Linked DNA regions of Astyanax mexicanus: region 2 is linked to region 1. Evidence: chromatin contacts called from public Hi-C data. All regions are on one chromosome and are shown on one strand. Each heading gives the region's core, a stretch centred on a gene start, on an enhancer-like site or on the middle of the called end of the contact. The rest is flanking DNA. Distances are from core to core; before and after follow the strand shown.

Region 1 (3,270 bases), core at 626-3,125:
TAAATCCTGTCCCTGAAAGCCCATACCAAAGAGACACTCCATGCCAGAGCCCAAAGACTCCCAGAGACAGCCTCACCTCCTGCCCGTCTCCTGACGCTGAAGACACGCCCGATATGGTGAGTGAAAGTAGTGCACCACATGGACAAACACCATATTGCTGTTTTGTTTATTGGCATCAGGGTAACATGCACAATGTGTGTAAGCTGCTTCCAGAATCCTGTGATTGTTTGATGAGAGCAGTTGAATGCATTTAATTGTGATTTACATTTCAAACACTTCCATAACCAATGTTATTAGTGTTGTTATGGCCAGTATAGTAATGATGTACAATATGACATACTAATGGCATACTGTTTTGTAGTTTTCTGCACTATTAATCAGTGACTCTTTGCTTCGGCAGGACATCAACTCCCATGGCAACATGAGCAGTCCCTTATCCCGCCTAGCACCACAGATCATCGGTGCTGAGGATGATGACTTTGACACTGAGCAAGAGCAGGTCTTTTTTTGGCATTGTACTCTTCTATGTGTTCTTTTTTTATGTATGAAGGGAATAAACATGATTCTGTACATTTGACGAACAGCAAAATTGACATCTATGTGAACATATACACATACAAAAGCACACAAAGTTTAAATAAATCTAAAAATGTACATGTGCTACATAATTATGTCATACTTAAAATATTGTATAATATATTGTTTTGTTTTTTTAAACTTTTTTATACATATTTAAAGTTTGTCAAGATTCCTATATCTAATATTTAATATATTGTATATTTTAGCCACTGATACACAGTAAAAGATACACAGTAAAAACAATTTATAAAGAATTTCTTTTAATAAGCTGATTTGTATGTATTTGTATGCTGTCATATATGTACGTCCTGGACATGTCCTGTAAAATGTTTTTCTAACAAAAGTGGGAACCCTGTTTGCATCAAATATTTTATCTTTTGACTTTCATTGAACATTTTAAGTTTTTTTTTTTTTTTCATTTCTGCCAAATTGCCATTTATAAGATACAATGTTTGTGTGTGACAGTATAATTCTAATATGATAGACAGACAGACAGATAGATAGATACTTTATTTATCCCAAAGGAAATTTAGGCATGCACAGTGCATGCAATATAATGTGTATTGATTAATCAACTGCAAAAAAACAGAGTCGACCATAATGATTACAGGGCTTAAGTAAGGTGACTTGTACTAATTTTCTTACTGTGCTTAATTGCTAATGTTTTCTCTCTATTTTGCTTCTCAGATGAATGGCCAATGTAGCTGTTTTCAGACCATAGAGCTGTTAAAGTCTCGGCCTGCTCACCTCGCAGCCTTCCTGCATCATGTGGTCTCTCAGTTTGACCCTGCACCACTGGTATGACTCACCAACCCTCCAGATATCTCCTTTCACTGTTGGTTTTGATGAATGGCCAGTTGTCCATGTTGACTGTTGCATAATCTTGCATTATATAATTGAAACAGATAATACAGAATTTGTGAATAGTGTGATCAGTTGAGTCAGTCAGTAGATTTTAAAAATAAATTGAAACTTACCTCATTATTGAGGGTCAAATGTCTTACTAGGATTTGATAGTCAAAAAAATCTATATAATCAATACATCTTAATGAGGTAGGCATTCAGTTTTTTTCCTGTTTGAATGCCTGCTTTTTTGTAACAAACAACATTTAATGTTCAAAATAAATAGTCATTGCATAGTTTATATTGCATTGAATAAATAAAAAATTGTATATATGTTTAATAGAGGTCTCTGTATGATACTGTCATGGTTCTTAAAGAAGCTGCTGTATAAGGTCAAGACCCTCTCTATTTCTAATGTATACTTGGCTGCCCCGGTGGACCAGCAGCCCCTTATTTATCAGTTCATGAAAGGGACACGCTGACCCCATACTGTGTCTAAACTCTTGACTGCCCCATGAGATTTAGTCATGGTGCTTGAGGTGTAATCTCGCCCTCCTTTTGAGCCTCTAAATCGAATGAACCTCGGGCTAGTCTCTCTGAAATTGCCTTTGCTGCTGGCTTTAGTGAAATGGGTTAGCAACATCCATGCATTTTCAGTGAAATCATTGTATGTGCAGTTATTGCAGGGAGAGTGTAAGGTCATATTGAAGCATTGCTCTGCATTCCCATGGTGTCTTTTATTTTCCTTGTGTCTTCCTTTTGTCTTCTCCTCTGAGGAATAAGAGCAATTTACCACACTCAGTCTGGTCTAGTCAAAGTGCATGTATAGTTGACAGAACTGGGCAATTCAGAAATTTTAATCAGTTGTTTATGTTGCATCTTGTTGCTATATCATGGGGTCAGTGCCACCGGAGTCAGTGAATAGAACACTGAAATATCGATCACAGGGTTGGAGGTTCTATGCATCAGACCAATAAGCTTTATAAGTCAGAATATATAGAAAACAGTGTTATGTTGTATAGTACAACTATAAAATAACACTTTAAGGGACTTGTTCATTGCAAAACATGCCTATTAGTTGTTTCTTCCAAAATCAAGGGTACTGTTGATTTAACTGTCTCTACTGCCCAGGGAAGGCTTTTTTTCTAGATTTTAAAGCATAGCTGTGAGAATCTGATTGCATTCAGCGACAAAAGCATTCACAAGGTTGAGTGATTACCATCCCATCTCATCCCAAACTCCCCAATACATCCTGCAATTGTTGGATGCAGCGCCATCATTCCATCGTTAGAGAGAACACAATTCTAGTGCTCCTGAGCTCAAAACCAGGGGGCTTAATACATCTATAGCCCATGTCTGGCATTAGGGTCATGTTTATTTGCTAAAACCGGCACTATTTGATTGACAGTACTTCTCTACAGGGCATAGACAAGCTGTGTATGCATGTTTTTAAACATCTGTTACAGCAGTTGCTACAACCTGAAGTAGCTAAATGCATTAATCAGCCGAAAAATACATTAAACATTCAGACATTGGTAAAATGACAAAAAAAGATAATTACTTATTTTGTAAACTTGACATCACTATGCCTACACTGGCACACTCCATAGTGTAATATTTGCATGTCAGTTTGATTTGGGGAAATCAGTGCTCTGGATAAGCTTGTCTGGCTATCTTAGAATCATATATATATATATATATATATATATATATATATATATTTATATATATATATATATATATATTTATGTATATATATATATATATATTTATATCTTATATTAAAATGAATGTTTAAAAGGTATGGTTACAAAGGAAGCCCATGCTTTTTGATACCATGTGTGACTT
Region 2 (3,264 bases), core at 618-3,117, 64 kb before region 1:
CTGATACCGTTAAAAACAAAGTTCATCAATATTGGCTTATACCATTGGTTAAACAATATTAATGTCAGGCCTACTGAACGATCTACTTTCACATATTCATAATTCCACAATGGCCATAATACTGAAATCCATTTCTTTACACTTTTTAATAACTGAATAATGGATTATTTGCTACAATCTGATGTTTATAAGATAAAATGACTTGTGAATTATTATACTTGTGATTTAGCCTAAGCCCTCAATGTTGCCAGTTGTTTTACATGCTTCATTTTATATTTTTTTGTGTCATGTTGTCTGTGGCTGGTTTTGAAAGGGATTGTAAAGCAGCCAAGAAGTTGCCTATCAAAGTAATTTTTCATTTTTTAACTGTAAATGTAGTGATTTAGAGTGTCCAGTGATACACTGATGTAATTTCTATTTTTTGCTTGCTGTTTAGTTGATGCTTTATGAACATTTTTGCTATAACTGCTTATGAAAAGGCCATAAAAAATGCTGATATGATGCTTTTTCTGACCACAGTGCTCTTAGCTTGGTGGTGAACCTAAATTATATCTGTTCGACAGTAGTCCTGTGGTTAGAGATTGACCAGTGCTGAATAAGGTGGAGGGGGGCTGATATAATATAGTGTTACCTATATTCTAGAGCGCATATACTGTATAGTCTGTGTCTGAAATGTAAGAAATGCTGCCTACTTAGGCAGGATTCTGAGGCAGAAAGCAAACCAGTCTTGTCTGAATCAATGTTTTATTGGGTGAAAATGATAATAGCTAATGATCACACAGCTAAGCACTCATATGTAGTATGAGCAGTAAGCAGTTGATATCTTGAAATCATCAGAATATAGTGTTTCATTTTTTTTGGTTTGATTTAGACACAGAGACCTTCATTATTACACTGCATTTAAAGTGAGTCAGTGTGGACAGCAAGGCATCAAGTCAGCATTTGTTTTGTTCAGACAGCAATAGTGAGTGGCCAGTGAGTAGAAGTGGAGTGGTCGGTGAGTTGAGTTCTTATATTGTCTTTTTCAGTGGGAACCACCAGATGGCGTGATTGTTCTCTGTATACGTCTCTTCAAAAACACTAATAAAGTTTTTGCAGGAGGTGCCAGTGCCTTAAATACATAAAAATTCAATACAATAAAAGTGTCATTATCATATACGTCTGCACATAAATACAGCTCTGAAAAAAATAAGAGACCACTTAAAAATAAAGAGTTTCTTTGATTTTACCTAATTTAAGACCTCTGAAATATAATCAAGAGGAAGATGGATGATCACAAGCCACCAAACCAAGCTGAACTGCTTGAATTTTTGCACCAGTAGTGTCATGAAGTTATCCAAAAACAATGTGTAAGACTGGTGGAGGAGAACATGCCAAGATGCATAAAAAACTGTAATTTAAAAAACAGGGTTATTACACCAAATATTGATTTCTGAATTCCTAAAACTTTATTAAAATGAATAAAATAACAATGTTCATTTTACTCAAACATATACCTATAAATAGCAAAATCAAAGAAACTGAAGTGGCCTCTTATTTTTTTTCCAGAGCTGTATATTATATAATTGTTTAAGTAATGTAGGAACTTTATTTAAAACTACAAAACTACAGTTTAGTTACCGCTACTTACGTTAATAAACAAGAAATAAACAGAAGTGGGCTAAAACGTGCATTAATCTATTGAAATATAACGTTACATTCATTCCTTCACACTTAGTTATACGTAGCGTATACTACTACGGTCTGTCTGTCTGTCTGTCTGTGAGTGACTGTCTGCCAGCTCTAGATATGAGTGAATGGCCAGTAACAGCCGCAGTACATGGGCGGCGATAGCGCCTACTGCGGAAGGATACACCCCAAAAGGGAGTGAACTGCTTCCAGAGCGCAGGAATCCGGTGGATGTAAATTTTGCCGAAAGTCAGGAATTATGTGGATTTTACAGGTTTTTCCTCGTCGCTTTTTTATTTGACTCCTGCTGAAATTTGACATTCGTGTCAGCGTACGCGGAACACGTCTCCTGTGGGGTATTGAGCCGCCGGGACTGTCGAGCAGCGTGTTTTTTGGGGCGAAAAAGAAGAGGAAGGCGAGGGGAAAACTAGTGAATTTCGAAAAACATGGAGACAAGGAGGGGAAGGACCTGACCAGCTAAACTAACTAACAAACTAACTGACCAAATGACTACAGAGGGAGTTTACAGCCGCGTGAAGATAGATAACCTACTAAAGAGAGGGGGGACGGAGTATTTTTGGTCAGATATGTGTCGGACGGGTTTTGGGCTTTTTAAATAAACATGTCGTTATTTTAGCTAACGCGACCGTTAGTCAGGAGCGAAGTCGTTCCGAGCAGAGCTCGAGCTCTAGTTGACATCCAGGGGGTTGTAACGTTAGTTAACTAGTTAACTAACTAGCATAGCTAAAGTTTTTTTTCCACTCAGTTCCAGTTCTTTTTTTCCTTGCTGTGGAAAAAATAACTAGTTAAACAGGCAAAGTGAGGAATTTGGGAATTCTGTGGAAAAAATTAAACTTACAATGTAACGTTAGCTGGAACTTTCGATTTGCTGGATGTTTTGAAGCAGTTGTTGTGGTAGTTTTGCAGTTTTAACAGCTAGGTTACAAAGGAGAGAGGAGAAGAATTAGCTCAACACATTCTTTCTGAGAGAGGGGGGAAGTCCCATGCCGTTTAAGCGACAGAGAAAGAGAGAGAGCGAGGGGCCTGACAAATTCGACACATTCGCCAAATTATTGTTTTGAGTATAGCTAGTTCACTCAGAACGAAGTGGAGCGATAGATTAGTGCCATAGCTGTATATTTTTGCACAGACACAGCCGCGAAGCAGTGGCTTCAACACGAGAAAGCAAACGTGTTGTTATTAGTTCACCCAGTGGAGTCACAGATAGATAGGCATTGTGGCTCAGTGTGGGAATTCTCAGTTTAGAGGAGGGTCGCGGCTAGAAAGGCTGTGAGGTTAAATAGTTCGTTAGTTAACACTAGTTACTAACGTTCAGGAATATATTCAGACAGAAAGAGACCCAAATTTGACAGAAAAATACTTTGCCAGGTCTAGTTTTTTGTAGTGTCTTCAGAGGCTACAGTGGTTAGCCAGGGTTAGGAGAAGCCTGTCTGCCCTGTCCTGTTTCTGTCCTGGAAGTTGTGAGCTAGGTTAGCTTGCCTTGCTAGGCTAGCCAGCTAACCCAAAGTGGTGCCACACTCGTCTTGAAGGGAAACGGCAAAGCAAGACCAAACTATGCGCCACATTTACAGCACG

What was found. Hi-C and Micro-C count contacts between places; a contact is called where the count stands out from the background.
Region 2: a Hi-C map of muscle shows a contact between it and region 1, with 7 times the contacts expected there. The contact joins the promoter of arhgef12b here to the enhancer-like site in region 1. A contact is called at or near these places in 3 of 3 Hi-C or Micro-C datasets (blood and muscle).

The regions. Positions count from the first base shown.
Region 1 is chr1:27,418,371-27,421,640 of AstMex3_surface, reverse strand. It overlaps arhgef12b (Rho guanine nucleotide exchange factor (GEF) 12b), which reads left to right. Exons shown (of 41, transcript XM_049475620.1): 12 at 1-116; 13 at 401-499; 14 at 1,267-1,377. Among protein-coding and RNA genes, the nearest start is that of LOC125799286, 5.7 kb to the right of the region's middle. Within about 2 kb of position 1,875, the one cell type or tissue checked has an H3K27ac peak away from gene starts, as active enhancers do.
Region 2 is chr1:27,482,795-27,486,058 of AstMex3_surface, reverse strand. arhgef12b (Rho guanine nucleotide exchange factor (GEF) 12b) reads left to right here and starts at 1,867. Exons shown (of 41, transcript XM_049475620.1): 1 at 1,867-3,264. tlcd5b (TLC domain containing 5b) reads left to right here. Exons shown (of 4, transcript XM_007245268.4): 4 at 1-1,102.